Regions from separate parts of the Mus musculus genome. Here region 2 is linked to region 1. A link is a contact called in public Hi-C data. All regions are on one chromosome and are shown on one strand. The core of a region is the stretch at or near the end of the contact, and the rest is flanking DNA. Distances in the headings are between cores, read along the strand shown.

Region 1 (7,868 bases), core at 2,422-4,921:
ATTCTGTTCATCTCACTGGGATCCACTAGACTTGTGTCCCACAAGACACATGGGCGGTGCTGCTCTCTGATGAACCCTGAATGCTGCCTCGGTTAAGAGTCTCTTAGGAAGGGGTACATTTTAGGATGCGTTCAAGTTGGCCTGTGTACATGCCCCTTTTTGTTGTTGTTCAATTGCCATCAAGTCATAAAATAGAATTATTGAAAGCAAATTATATGTTAAGGAAAATACTAGGTTTACTATCTGGCAAAGGGTGGAAAACAGAAAAGCAGTGGACCTCTTACCACTTAACCCCCGGTAACATTTCTATCCAAGGTCTGTTTCTGTTTTGTTAATCAACAAAGCTTAGAAGATCATGAGTCTAAGGTAAAGTATATCTGTCATCTGTTCATCTCTCAGATGTGCACTTAGCTATGGGGGATGGAGGCCATGTTGAAATTAGAGGGGCTGGGGAGAATTGCTCAGTGGTAAGAGTGACTGCTTTGCAAACAAGAACACCTGAGTCTGAATCTCCAGAACTGGGCTTGCTATTCACACACCTGCAACCATACCTTAGCACTGGTGGGGTCAGAGCCTGGAGGGTCCCTGGGGTTTGCTGCCTACCAGGCTAGCTTCAGGTTCAGTGAGAAACCTGTCTGGATAGATAGAACCCGACACCATGAGCCCATGCACAGGTGCGTCCACCTGCATGTGTGCGCATGCACAGACACAGGTACACTCACTCTTTGTAAAACATATGACTATGTTTTAGCCATTGTGATCCAGGGTCAACCTCTTTACATTTTAGTTTTATGTTTTGTTTCTTATGAAGGGCACACATTAGTCAGTGTAAAGGGGTGGAAATGGGTTTACAAATATCAAAGCGCAAAGCTCTGATGTGACCTTTGTTTTTCATATCAGAGACTGTGTTTTCTATTAAGCCGTCAATCATATCCCTTCCCCACCTCCACCTTGCCATTTAAAAAGACAAAAACATCTTTGGGGATTTTAGTCTCTGGTGACAGATTTCTGTGGGATGATGGCTAGCATTCTGAGACAGGTCCTTGGATCAGATTTCTTTAGAATGAGAAAGTATCCTGTGTGCTAAATGGAATTTTGTGTTTAGACGTGTCTTCTGCTACTTGCCACGCTAGTGTTGGCCTGGGCTCTGAGTGAGAGGGTGAAGTGACTGCTCAGAAGTGGCCTTTGATCTTCCCGAGTGGAGGAAGGGAAAGGCAGATTTGGCCTGGTTATGGCAAGGATTCTTGATGCAGGGATCTTTGAATCGATGGTGGAGGAAGTAATATTGGCAAGAGCAAGAATGGTTTCTTAAACAGTTGTGTGTGTGTGCATGTTTAGCTGCGAATGCATGCAGTATATCTGAGAGCACAGACTTATATAAACACATGTATTTCAAAGCAAGAAGTCAACTTTGTGTTTTATTTTTCATTATCCACCTACCTTACATTTTGAGACAGGGTCCAACCCTGGGCCTCAGAGCCACTAAGTTAGGCTGGCCAGTGAGCCCCAGAGAACTCCTTGTTCCTGTCCTTCTAGCACACGTGCACCACTACAAACTTGATTTTTATATGGGTTCTGAGGTGTTGAATTCAGGGCCCCATGTTTGTGCAGCAGGCTTGTTACCAACTGAGCCATCCTTCCAGCACAGGGTTGGGCTTTGAGCTTAAGGGAGCCCGTATGTTTCTCAGCACACCTGGCTCCAGGCATTCTCACTGGAATATCACAGGGGATTTAAATGGGTGGGTTCAAGACTTCATTTCCTCTTCCTCCTTGACTCAGTTCTAAATACATGTCTTGTCGTGTGAGGCTCATTATACAGGCAGTGAATGGAAAGTTGAATTAATGATTAAGCCCCGTTCATTTCTGATTTATGGATTTATTTCTGATTTATAGTCTTATGATTTCTGTGCTTCTGGACTTACAGTGGACACTAATAATCTTATTGTTACTCTTCTCCTGAAGTTATCTTAAAAGCTTGGTGCAGCAGTGAGCACATTGTGCTGTGTACCAAGGAAAGAAAAGAAGTGGCAAAATCGCTCTGCTGGCCCTGGCTCGATCTCAGAGGGGTCACCTTTCTTTCTTTCTTTCTTTCTTTCTTTCTTTCTTTCTTTCTTTCTTTCTTTCTTTCTTTTTTTTTTTTTTTTTTTTTTTGATTTATTTATTTCATGTATGTGAGTACAGGGTAGCTGTCTTCAGACACACCAGAAGAGGGCATCAGATCTCATTATGGATGGTTGTGAGCCACCATGTGGTTGCTGGGATTTGAACTCAGGACTTCTGGAAGAGCAGTCAGTGCTCTTAACCGCTGAGTCATCTCTCCAGCTCTCACAATCCTTCAAATACTAAAATAGAGTTTTGTTAATTAGAAGCCTCGTGAAACCAGCGTCCACCATGTATCTGATTTTGCTGTTGATGTAATTTTAGGAAATCAAATGAACAAAGGGAAATTAAGTTTCTCTGCGGTGGCTCGTGTACTCTTCTACATTCTATTAGATTTAGCAAAAGTTCTGCAGGTGGGAAGACAGCAGGCCCACAGCCATCAGCATTTTGAAGGGCAGTGCTTTGTAAATATGAGGCCTAGAATCCTATCTTTTACTTTGCCATTCAAAAACTTGCATTAGGCTTCTAAGTTATTGACCACATGCACAGAGAAGACAAGTCGGGATGTTGTAAATTTTGTGTTTGAAAACTGTATCCATTTATTTTCCCTGTACAAGTGTGGAACTGGCCATAGTGGACATGTGAAGGTCAGAAAACGGCTTCTGAGGTTGAGGCTCTCTCCCCACCATCTGGGCTCCAGGGGTCGAACTTGGGTCATCAGAGCGCTTTTACCTGCTGAGTCATTTCACTGGCCCAAGATGCTGTTATTTTGAAAGAGGAAAACAGAAGCTCTTCAAACTCTTCTTTAAACATTACTTTCTAATTTCTGACACCAATGTAAATCAGAGGATGGGAGGTCAGAGGAGGAGAGGAAATTTGTTTGCCTGAGACTGGTAAGAAGGGGCTTCCACTGAGAAATCCTGGGTTAGGCAGCCAGAAGATTTGAGTGTAGCTCAAGCTCAGAAGCAGCCCGAGTTTAGCTGACACTTCTTGGCACACTTCCAGTGTGCTATAATGGGCCTTGGGGACACAGTGTATGGTTTCCATAGACAGTATCAAAACTTGGATTTGACCCTAAGAAACAAAGTGTGTTGAATTCTGTTTGATAAATCTTGCTTAGTTTTGACTCCACTGAACTGGATTTTATAATTTTACATCTTTTTATTTATTCATTTATTTTCTGCCTCACATTGTTGACCTGCTCTAAGTCTGCCTGGAGATAGTTAATAATCTATACGTATTTACCTGTGTGCAATTCTATAAGCACGTACACCCATTACAATTTCAGCTCAAGACAGGAGTGTTCTCCTGTGTGACTGCCGGGCTTCTCCAAATGACATTTCCCCTGTCAGACTTTGAAGTGCTTTGAGACTGTTCATAGCTTCCTCATGGCCCGAGCCCCCTCGTTTCTTCTGTCCAGCGGGAAGCTCAGGGTGCCTCTGCCTGTGCAGGATGAGGCCTGAGCTCTGACATCTGGACCAACAAAGGCTTCCCGGCCCTGGCACCCAGGGCTCAGAGTGCCACAGTTAATGCCTGTTTATCAGATTATTGAAGGGCAAGCTGCTTGCCTCAGAATGAGCTCCCTGCGGTTGTGTAATCCTATCCAGGCCGAGTCCTGAGAGCCTTATACAAACAGGGCACTCTGCCGCTGCCGAGAGGCTCAAAATGTGTAGCGTGGGTTTGCTCGGATCAGGCCTTCGGAGTAGATGTAATCAAATTCACAGGCAGCCTGGTACTCACAGTCCACAGCTTTTCACAGTGGGAATTTTCATCTCGTGGGAGCTCCAAGTAGAATAATGGTTTCCAGAGAGAGGCTGGGGAGACACGGAGGCTGAAAGAGGTGGGGTACACTGTCATTTCTGCTTACTGGGGTCAAGGCCTGGTGTTCTAATGCATGGGGAAATGACCACAGCGACAGCAAAGCTTCATGCACTGCATAAGGTCAGTGACGCAGATAACTGTGGCTGTGGGGACAAGGAAGTGACATATTTAGCCCAGGGACCCATTACTACACACTTTTCCAGTGCTGAAATTATAAGCACGCTCTTGCCTGCCTTTTTTATTTACGTGGATTTTGAGGACCAAACTCAAATCCTTACGTTTTCACAGGCAGCCATTTACAGACTAAGCTGTCTTCCCAGCCCCTAGCTGCTAATTCTTATGCAAGTGGTCACTTTGTCCAGTTTGGAAATCTTAAGTAGGTTATCAACCTCATCAGAACGTCCTCAGACAGGAATCAATTTTACTGAGACATTTAAATTCCATAATGTGATATTGGGACAGATTGAATTATATAGGACATACCATCGTTGTTACAAAACACAAAGGTTTCAAATTGAGACTAAAGTCTTTGGAACGTATAGTTCCTTGGACACAGATTCCCTGGCCTAGATAATATTGAATTGCAGCCCTTTTGCCCTGCTCTCCCACATAGAAGTTGGCAAGGAAGCCCCAGTGAAGGTTAGTCTTAAAACCAACGCCATTCACGTCTGCCAGTGAAAAAGGCTTTAAAACTTGGGCCCTTTCCTAATGGAGCCTTTGAATCCAAGTGCTTTCAAGTGTCGCCTCTCTGTGTCTTAGTGGGTGGAAACTGAGGGTGCAGGACCCTTTACAAATATCTTTTTTATATGTATCCTTATTTCTGGACAGGCTACCTTCAAATTTGTTTTTCCTAATTCTTAACCCTGACCTTACACAGTGACTTTACTTTCCCACACTTTGCGTGTTTGCCTGCAGAATGGGGAGCAGAGAATAAACAGAAATCACGGTAGGAGGAAAGAATGGGTGAGTACAGTGTCAGCTCACTGTCTGCCTGTCACCATGGTATCACTTTTTGTCCTGAGGGTAGTAGGAATTTCCCAAAGGATTGTGCAGTGATGTCATTACGCAGTGCCAAAGTTAAGTAATAGCGTTTCCTCAATAGACCTGCGTGCCATAGCCTTTGGCTGTACCATCAGGGAAGGTATCTATTCCATGAACTGTCTTTCTGTGCTGAGCCTAAATGTTTGGGCCAGCAAACAGACTACCAGAGGCACTCCTACTTCATAGTCCCCTTTGTTCTGATTCAGGTTGGGTCCATGCCTATCCAATAGCTGCGTAGAGAGATGAGAGAGCACCTTTCTTCTTAAGCCCCTGCGGGTGGAAGTGCTCTGTACATATGACAAATGGCTACTGGCTACGTGGCCAGTGATACCTGTGATGTGAAGTACAATAACGTGTGAAACCACATGTTTCATAGGGAAGTGAGTATGGGCCAAGGAAGAGGTGATGATCTTGTATACAACATAAAGGATGGGTTAAAGATACAGAATAGTATATTGAGCTATCGGCTGTCCTAGAGGAAATAACCTGTAAACAGGAGTAGTGCAGGGTCTCAGTATTGATTGAGGAATAGTTCTCTTGGAAGGTTACAGAGAAATGGGAGAAGCCCAAGTGAGGAAAAATTAGAGAGGAACAGGCATGCGCCAAATAACTAGTCTAAGGAAATGGCTCCTTGTTAAGGCACCCGCACAGATAGCACCAGTGCAGGGGGTTTATTTCGTGTTCTAGAGCCACAATGTCTTTTTTGTAGGCGCACGACTATTAGGGAAGGCCACCGTGCACTTGCTGTGTAGACCCACTGGTCTTCAGGTTCCTGTGCTGGGTCTGCCTCTACTAACCCGAGACTGCACGCCTCAGGCTTCTGCACAGACACTGCTGCTCTCTGTCTGCTGTGTGTAGAAGCTGTTTTTTCCACTGTGGCCTTTGATGGAAAGATAAACGTATCCTCCCACCAATCAGATAGGATAGGCATGTATTATAATTTATTGTATGTAACTTGAGGACAAATGGAGCCTCTGTTCCCAAGAAGGTCTGTAATTATGGCTCTAGAATTTGCCAAAATGGGCCACCACTTAGGTGACCTTATAGAGAACGAGTGGCCACCTCCCAGCCACAGAGTCATGCCCCTGCTGCCCACAACTCTCTTAGCCTACTGTAGTGGGGAGGGAAGGTCATCAGGAGGATATATTCCAAGGTGGAAATGGGTAGGTAAAACTGCTCGTTCAGGTCCGACACCACGGAGCAGCCACATTACTGCATGTCTCCTATGTGATTTCTGCTTGTACCATCTGAGGACCTTTCCCACCCCATGGCTGTGTGCAGGGCTCTGTGGGCTTCTTTGTTCTGTGCTGGAAGGAAGATGAACAGGGAGCTTGTGCCGCTTGACTTGTCCTCTGGGCTTCTTCTAGCTACCTTGAGAAGAACAAGAGCCATGGTGACCAGTAGATGCTGGTGGTCCCTGAATGAAAGGCATGTGGAACCCTTGGCCCAGGTGATCTTTTGTTCCCCTAGTATGCCTAGATTCCTGTGAGCAAGAAATAAATGGTTCCACATTTTCTACCTTTCTTCTGATCACACAGCATTGTGATGTGACCTGTGCAAGGGACAAGTTGCCCATTGTATCTGTTTTTCAGCAAGACTGAGAGGAGTACTAATGTTCAGTGGTATGGGGAATGAAGCACTATAGTCACTGGTGCCACTTGCCTCTTTTTGCCGTGTGTGTGTGTGTGTGTGTGTGTGTGTGTGTGTATACACACACACGCACATATACATACATATACACACACACATGCACATACACATACATATCTGCGTAGTTCTATCAAGGGTGAAGTGATCTGTTTTTTTCCCCTTCCAGAACACAACTCGAGCTTTTTGTATTGTGATTAACAGAGAAATATACATTGTTGAACTTAATTTAAGGGTGTAATCTGCTGTGTCACGGAGATAAGGGAGAAAATGGGACTGTGGACCTTTTCCAAATTCCCACAGGCTCCAACCATAAAAATCACCTTCTGAGTGCTGACAGCACACCTTGCCTGGCGTTGTGGGTCTGTCTTCACTTTGTTTCTCTGCCAGTCAGGGAATATCATTAGGTTCCAAATCAGATCCAAAGGTTTAGATTATTGTTCATCTTGAGCTCTGCGCCTTCTCTCCATTAGTTGTGGCACAACAGAAATAATTCAATTTATTAGCAAGCTCATCTTCTTAAAAAGCTTTTCTTTCAAACTGTGTGTGAGGACACAGTGTGAGAACTAGGGACAAATTTGTCTCTGCAGGCAATGTTACTGACAGGTACCATGCTTTAACAGGTACACATTATTTTGTGGGATGCTAAGAGACTTGTAACGCCATATAACTAACTCATCTCCCCTACAAAGCACAAGGTTTCTTGGCACACTTTCTCTCCGGTAGCTATGATTGTTTAGTATGTCAAAATAATGATGTCAGATTTTTGTCATGTGGGCAACTGGGAGCAATTCTGACATTCACTCACTCATTCATTCATTCATTCATTCATTCATTCAGTTTTATCAATGTACCTGTCACCAAGTCAAATCTTCTTTTTTTCCAATTTTTTATTAGGTATTTTATCGTTTACATTTCAAATGCTATCCTGAAAGTCCCTTATACCTTCCCCACCCCTGCTCCCCTACCCACCCACTCCCACTTCTTGGCCCTGGTGTTTCCCTGTACTGGTGCATATGAAGTTTGTAAGACCAAGGGGCCTCTCTTCCCAATGATGGCCGACTAGACCATCTTCTGCTACATATGCAGGTAGAGACACAAGCTCTGGGGGTACTGGTTAGTTCATATTGTTTTCCACCTATAGGGTTGCAGACCCCTTCAGCTCCTTGGGTACTTTCTCTAGCTTCTCCATTGGGGGCCCTGTGTTCCATCCAATAGCTGACTTTGAAGTCTTATCTTCTTACTGTCATTTCTGGGCA
Region 2 (7,868 bases), core at 1,594-4,093, 360 kb after region 1:
TGCCGTGGTTTCCTAACTGCACATATCAGCAGAACCCCAGGCACTGGCTCAAGCTGGCCTCTCACGCTCTCCAGCCTGGAGTAGCACTTGCACCTTCTGGAGACCGGATGTGTTTCTTGAGTCACACACATCCCCTTGCTGAGAGGGGTGACATAGAGAACATAGACAAGGTTTCTACATAAACAGAAGTCCCTGAAAGTGTCAGCCAGAGTGAGCTGGGTGCTCTGACTGTGTGGATGGCGTCTTTCTCAGTGGAGTGAAAGAGCAAAATCGTTTCTAAGGATGATGTCTCTGACTGTATACAGGGTGTTAGTGATCAGTGGTGTAGTCCCTTCATGAAGGTCCTCACAGCCCAGGCAGAGCAGATATTGAAGGCATGATATCGAAGGCAGATCACCAGCTGAGGGAGAGCTGGCAGATACAGGTGACTAAGGAGCAAGGTGGGAACCTGGGACTTTGGAAACAGAAGGAGTCACATCCCACAGGCCTGCGCACCAGGGAATGGCCAAGGATCTTACACCAGTGTCATCAGCTTGCTTGCTGTTCAAATGCACACGCATGTCAGCCTCCGCTGTGGACTCGAGCACTGCGCAGAACACAGCCAAAGAATTACCATCTGCACCTGACTCAGGCGCGGGAGGTGCATTGTTCCAGATAGCCAGTGAAGCAGCAAGTGACTGAGGGTGAGTGTTGGGAAGGGTCTCAGCTCCCTGGAGAAGCTGCCTGTGAGCTGTGCGCAGGGGCTGGATTCTGTGCTGAGAATATAAACACACATGTTCCTTTTCATCATGGAAACCTCACCCACCATCAGTTTTTGTTTTATATGAACTGGGATGCTCATATCTTTAAACAATACAAAAAAGATCCAAGTTCAAGACCCACAGGAATCATATAGAACTGAGATTCAGCATCAGTGTGTAAGTTCTGGGCACACTCACTCTCACAAGCATCAGTGTGTAAGTTCTGGGCACACTCACTCTCACAAGCATCAGTGTGTAAGTTCTGGGCACACTCACTCTCACAAGCATCAGTGTGTAAGTTCTGGGCACACTCACTCTCACAAGCATCAGTGTGTAAGTTCTGGGCACACTCACTCTCACAAGCATCAGTGTGTAAGTTCTGGGCACACTCACTCTCACAAGCATCAGTGTGTAAGTTCTGGGCACACTCACTCTCATAAGCATCAGTGTGTAAGTTCTGGGCACACTCACTCTCACAAGCATCAGTGTGTAAGTTCTGGGCACACTCACTCTCAAAAGCATCAGTGTGTAAGTTCTGGGCACACCTACTCTCACAAGCATCAGTGTGTAAGTTCTGGGCACACCCACTCTCACAAGCATCAGTGTGTAAGTTCTGGGCACACTCACTCTCACAAGCATCAGTGTGTAAGTTCTGGGCACACTCACTCTCACAAGCATCAGTGTGTAATTTCTGGGCACACCCACTCTCACAAGCATCAGTGTGTAAGTTCTGGGCACACCCACTCTCACAAGCATCAGTGTGTAAGTTCTGGGCACACCCACTCTCACAAGCATCAGTGTGTAAGTTCTGGGCACACCCACTCTCACAAGCATCAGTGTGTAACTTCTGGGCACACCCACTCTCACAAGCATCAGTGTGTAAGTTCTGGGCACACTCAGTCTCACAAGCATCAGTGTGTAAGTTCTGGGCACACTCACTCTCACAAGCTCATTGCCTCTGCGGCTCTGTGCTTTGAAGGCAAGAGAGACCACGTGACTCTCAAAGTCAAAAATATTTCCTTTGTGCACTTTTTATTTCTATAAATGCCAGAGGCTTTTCTGGTACAGAATCCTGCAAAGGCCTCTTCCACATTACCCCAGTGTTCAGAAGCCCACTGTCTGGGAAGATGAGAGACAAGCTGGGGATAGATCAGGAAGAGACTTCTTTCCTATTGTACTTCTCAACTAGGACGCATGTGAGGAGGCCTTCTTGGTACCTCTGGCCTGGTCCAGGGAATCTGAGGCAAGTATGGGCCTTAGTTACAGTCTCCTTCCCCAGCAGGTGGTCCTATCCCCAGAGGCTTTAACTCTGCACTTGCCATTCAAAGTGATGGCGCTATTTATTATAGGCACGGCCTCCTGACTCCATCATTAACTTACCTACAGACCTTATGCCTCCATTGTTCTTGTTGGTTTGTTTGGGGTTTTGATTTATTGGTTTCTGAGTCAGGGTCTCACCATGTCACTTAGCCTGGGCTCAGATTTAAGAACCTCCTGCCTCAGCCTGAGAGCATCTGTGATTTTTGGCATTGAACCACCACATCCAGCCTGTTTTTATTTTATTTTTTTTCTATATCAAATTGTATGTAATCCTATTTCACATATATAGGAAGAGGTAGATCATATGTCAATATTGGATCCTGAAATGTTTGCAGCCGCTGTCTATGATCACAGCGACATTTCGGGTGAAATCGTTTTAACTTTCTTCTTGCTTTTTTGTACTATATGAATCATCTTACTCTGCATAGAAGAGCCCAGCCATTTTCATTTCAAAAAATAAATAAGGATGGTGCATCTGCATGTGGGTGCTAAGATTATTTATGTGGTTGTGATGTAACTGCTGGAGGAATGTGTCCCTCAGGGCCACCGCTGATTGCGGCAGGAGAGGGAATGGTTTCAGGAAACACAAGGAAAGAAAGAACGTGGTGGGAGGTGAGAGCTGAGGACGGTAGGTCATCATCGCAGAGTATAGCACGTTGCCGATATATGAAGCTGCCCCACTGCCAGTGTTAAAAAGGATGCGATCGCCTGTGGATCTCTGCTCACTTTTCCATCCCTCCCTCGGTGCTGTCTGGAGAAGCCTAGCAAATTGGACTATTTAAAAATAGTACATTGTCGCCCCCTAGTGTTTCTTCTGTTATGTCACATTTGGCCATTCCAGAGTTCTTCATAGTCTTTGAAGGCAAATATGTGGCAGCTTGATGCCCACCCCTTGCATTGGGGCGCTCTGAAAGGCAAGGAGCATGCCTCACCAGTCCCCACATCTTCCTGTTGAAGCCACAGAAAGCACATTTCTCCAACAGACGCAAAGGAGCCTCTTGCCAGGCAGGGCCGCTCTCCCTCACAGCTGCAGCCTGAGTGCTTCTCTGCAGGAGTGTGGCCAGAGACTCTTAGAAACTGCCTTAGGTTTGGTAGTCTGGGTCTGGAAAAGAGGTGTGTGTCTCTTGGGGGCTTCTGGAAGGTTCTGTGCTGTTCCCAAGAATGGCTGCGGTGTGAGCTCACCTCTCACTTAGCTCCTTACCTGACAGAGCCAGCAGGTGTTCTATTACCCCCCACCACTCGTAAGTCCCTCCCCCTGCCCTGCCCGACATCTCAGTTTTGCATTGTTTGTTCTAGAACTTGCCATCTTCCTAGTCCGAGTCCTTGGCTTAGTGTGCAGACAGTGCTGCGGACACCTGGACAAGCCTCCTCCTCCTCCACCTTGGGGGCACAGGAGTCTGTCAGACAAGCTCATCCAAACACTCCGGGCTTACTTTTGTATTGGTTTCCAGAGGCTTCAGGAAGAAAGGCCAGAATTTTAACCTGGCCTCTAGGCTTCCCAGTCCTGGCTTACCCATCTTCCTGCTTTGGTCCCATCACGGTCCTGTACAGACCCTGGAATACTGCTCCTGTGTCCCTTCTTCTGCCTCCACTTCTTCCCCAACCTCTACCCATGTAGACTTGGCTCAGCTCTCAATTGAAAGAGCCTTCCACAAGGGAGTCAGCCCCCAATAGAGTCGGATTCTTCTCTGAAGTGCTCCTGCAGGATGTGACGTCCTCCCTCCTGACGTCTATCCAGGCCTTGCGCTCAGTATCAGCTTAACATGGGTGGTTCCTTCCAAAATCTGCATTTCTCCTTGGAGACTGAGGGACATGGGCTCTGTGGAGACATTTGTTTGTGTCTAGAGACAGGTTTGGCTGTCTTAGGAAGATAGGAGAGTGGCACACTTGATCATCCAGACTGTACATAGCAAACATTTGCCATACCCACCACCCTACAGGCTGATCCGGAGCCTTCAGTACCACGGGGAGTTGGCCCTGGACAGCTGTGGCTCTGCTGTGTCTCCTTAAGCTCCTGAGCTGCAGGGATGGGCAGACAGATTAGCCTGACTGTCCCTTACTACCCAGGGTACCACCAGTTCAGAGGAAGCCATCCTTTCTCTGGGTGCCTCTGCTTTAGCATTATTGGAAGACGCATTGCATTTATGCTTTGATCTGCCTGCAATAAAATTTCATCTGCAAATTTAGCTAGTTGTCTGGTCCTCCAGTCAAAGAGTCTGTCTTGAGGAAAAGTCAGAGGAGAAAGCTTCATCAGCACAGGGTCAGGTGAGGAGGGCAACAGCCATAAGTTGTCTTGAAAACAAGGGGGCAAATTTGAATATGGATATTGTACGAGAATCCTATTGAGTCACTGTGTGTTTTCTTAGGTAGGGTAATGGTAGTGAGGCTAGATGAGGGAATGTTCTTGTTCTGAAAAGTTGCAGGTATGAGTATTTAGGGCTGAAGTACAGAGTGTCTACTAAGCTAAAACGTAGGGAGCAGGGCAGGGCTAAGCATGGTGGCACATGACTTCAACCCTGAGGCTTAGGGCATTAAGGCAGTAGTACCATAACCTTAGAGCAAGCCTGGGCTATATAGCAAAACTATGTCTCAGAAAATAAAGAGAGAGCTGGGAAGATGGCTCAGTAAGCAATCACAAGAATCTGTGTTTGATCTTCAGAAATGTGTGTGTATGTATGTGTGTGTGTATATATAAATATATATGTATGTATATGTATATACGTATATGTATATGTATGCGCGCCAGGTGTAAAATGAAACCCCAGAGGGAGCATGTGACCTCAGCACCAAGTAGGCGACCTGTCCTTGGGAAGTTCCAGGCCAGTGGCTTCCTCCTGAGAAATGACACTCTACATTACCATCCTCTTCCACACTGTGGCACTTGTGGATGCATACTTGTGTGCACATGTGCATACTATGCATAAATAGATGACGAGAGGAAGGAGAACTGGTGTGGAACACTGCTAATGGGCCTTGGATGGCCAGAGTTGGGATCTTACCGTAGATCCATTTCCTGAAGTCAGAGGGCACACATGTGAGCGGCAGGTAGCTGATACCCTTTAACCTTACCCATGTCTTCAGTTTGCAGCTCTCCGCCCATCCACATGAAGGTGCAGCCTCTGAACCAGACAGCTCTGCAGGTGTCCTGGAGCCAACCTGAAACCATCTACCACCCGCCCATCATGAATTACATGATCTCCTATAGCTGGACCAAGAATGAGGACGAGAAGGAGAAGACATTTACAAAAGACAGTGACAAGGACTTGGTAAGGCCCCTTGGACTGAAACTGGTGCATATTCCTTGTACAGTGCCTAGGGAGTATATCTCCTCCTATAGGGAGGTAGGGGTTGTGAGAAAAAGATCCATGGAAGCAGGCAGGCCAGCTAGCCAGGACAAGATTGTGTCTCAAGCAAGATGGAAGCAAAGACCACACCTGATATGGTCCTCTTACTTCCACGCAGGTGATGTAGCATATGGATGCTCATGCTCACACACTCTTACACACTCTTACACACTCATACCACCCCCCCCCCATGCACGCATACACACAGATTTTTCTCTTTCAATTCATTGCAAACAAGCCCCTTTCTTTTGATGAGGTTGTTATAGTACTATATGTTATGTAAGATCTAATGTAATGGAAGGTCACACAGCTAGGGAACACTGTGTGTTATCTCTTACACGTACCTCACCTCTGCTGCTACCTCCTCATATTTCCTGCCACAACTATGCCTGCTGCTGTCCACAGTCCCCACCACCCCTTGTCTCACATGACAGTAAACATTGCCTGCTAGACTCCAGGGGCCAGGGCTAGAGTCCTGAGCTGTTGTAGATGCCATGACATATCTGCCCTCAGTCTCTACCTTTTGGTGACCACACAGACCCCAGGCCAACATTTCTGTTTAAAATATATGTAAGTATCTATCATCAGACCCTCAGCCCAGCCCTTTGAGTAGTACATGTAGAAGCATTCTTCTTCCCTTATCATCGTAAACCTCCCACAAGCACTAGGCTTTAAGACTTTACACAGAAACTCCAAGTGACACATTTGGGTTTGAAAGCCTCGATGCTTTATTGTTAATCAAAGGAGGCCCCGGAATAATGAAGCCTGTAATTGTATATGCACATGAAAAATGTTTCGGCTCTGAGTGCGCCTCTTAATGACTTACCACTTTTTTCTCTCCCAATAGAAAGTCCTCAGGGCCCATTCAATCAGTTATAGAATAATACTTTTCATATTCCTTTAGATGAGGATTCCTTTACTTCATTTCCATTTATATTTTCAATTCCCCCACTAGACATTGTTATCTGGGTCACATTAGGGAGCAGAGGCCTTCATGAAAGGAGAGAAGGCTGCATTGAAAGGCACCCAAGGTTACGGTGTGTTTGAACCTTTCTCTTTCTCAGTGGAAGTCCATCAGGGGTCTCTCCCTGAGTTGAGCTCACATTAATCAGCAGAAACCATCTAGGCGCTTCTTCTGTTTCTTGTTCTAAGTGGAAAATAATTAAATATGCAGAGATAAAGAGACACTGGCATGGAGTGAATTCTCCTAAATTCCCACAGAGATGGAGTGAAGATTTTACTCTGAATAGAAGATGGGGGCAGAGGTTTGCCGAACAGGGAGTGAATTGGATTCTGAGAAGGAGACAGGCAGAAGGGCCTGCTTTGACAGCACATTCCATTTCCTAAGAATTTCTAGAGGCTTTTCTTTCCTTTTGAGGCATACAAAATTCATTTATTATTTCTGCCACATGTCAGGAGCGCTGACTCAGGACAGCGCCCATCTCTACCTTTTGGTGACCACAAGGCATTTTCCAGCTGTGTCTCTCAGTCCACACTGTCGTCACAGCCCCGTGGGTGGTATTCATTGTTTTTTTTCTAAGAGAAATTCATGAAGCCTGTAGCTCAGTGACATGACCTTAACTCTCTGTTCCCGTGAGGAAGCTGTTCCCAGTTGTAGCAACCAGTGTTGCCATGGTCACATGCTAATACCAGTATAGGGAGGGGATTATGGTCGCTATACAAGGAAAATCCTCTTGATAGTTGAGTTTAGATTGGCCCAGGGTACACATGTCTGCAAGAAGATCAGGGATCTCTTAGAAAGATCCCCTGGAGACCAGTGGAAGCGTCCGCTGCTTGTTTCTCCAGAAGCAGCCTGCTCTGTAGCTATGTTCTGTTTCCTCAGTGTTAATGTCTGTTGAAGTGAAGCATCAAGGAATGGTGACCTGGATGTGGGCAATGGTGTCCGATGACAGTTAGCAAGCGATAATCTAGGAAGGGCCAGACAGTGGGTATTTTGGGCTTTCAGGCCATGTGGCCTGTCATAACTTCTTAACCTTGTCAGTAATTGAGTGAAAGTATATAGAGCACACGCGTGAGCGTGCACACACACACACACACACACACCACCACCACCACCAACATTTATGCCTATGTGCCAGTAAAACTGTATTTCTACTAGTTGTTAGCCGTCCTGGTCTATCATGCAGGCTCTAGCTTGCTGACCCTTGCTGCTGCTAGGTTCACTGTTCCTGTGAGCAGAGTTTGAGTGGCCTGTGTTACACAGCCTTGTTACATGGCTATGCCTGTTGACACAGCATATTTGAAAGTAGCAGAAGATGGAGACATGAGCAACTGTTGCAGACTCTCACAGCTAGAAAGTCATATGGCAAAGTTATGTCTTAGAACTCTATTGATTTTTATTCTTTGTAAGGAGGCCTTAAGACAACAAGAAGAAAACTGTATAGGCAGAGAATCTCTTCTTGATTTTTTAAAGTGGACATGGCTCAGGTGATCTTTTATCGAA

Evidence for each region. Hi-C and Micro-C count contacts between places; a contact is called where the count stands out from the background.
Region 2: a contact with region 1 is called in a Hi-C map of forebrain, with 3 times the contacts expected there. The contact joins two enhancer-like sites. A contact is called at or near these places in 4 of 484 Hi-C or Micro-C datasets (the N1E-115 cell line, embryonic stem cells, forebrain and 1 more).

What each region holds. Positions count from the first base shown.
Region 1 is chr14:11,771,745-11,779,612 of GRCm38.p6, forward strand. All of the region lies in intron 2 of Ptprg (protein tyrosine phosphatase, receptor type, G), which reads left to right. Among named protein-coding and RNA genes, the nearest start is that of Gm52128, 200 kb to the left of the region's middle. Within about 2 kb of position 3,672, at least 121 of the 459 cell types and tissues checked have an H3K27ac peak or open chromatin away from gene starts, as enhancers often do. A contact at or near this core is called in forebrain, where this site is marked.
Region 2 is chr14:12,137,243-12,145,110 of GRCm38.p6, forward strand. It overlaps Ptprg (protein tyrosine phosphatase, receptor type, G), which reads left to right. Exons shown (of 30, transcript NM_008981.3): 9 at 5,142-5,326. Among named protein-coding and RNA genes, the nearest start is that of 3830406C13Rik, 140 kb to the right of the region's middle. Within about 2 kb of position 2,844, at least 17 of the 459 cell types and tissues checked have an H3K27ac peak or open chromatin away from gene starts, as enhancers often do. A contact at or near this core is called in forebrain, where this site is marked.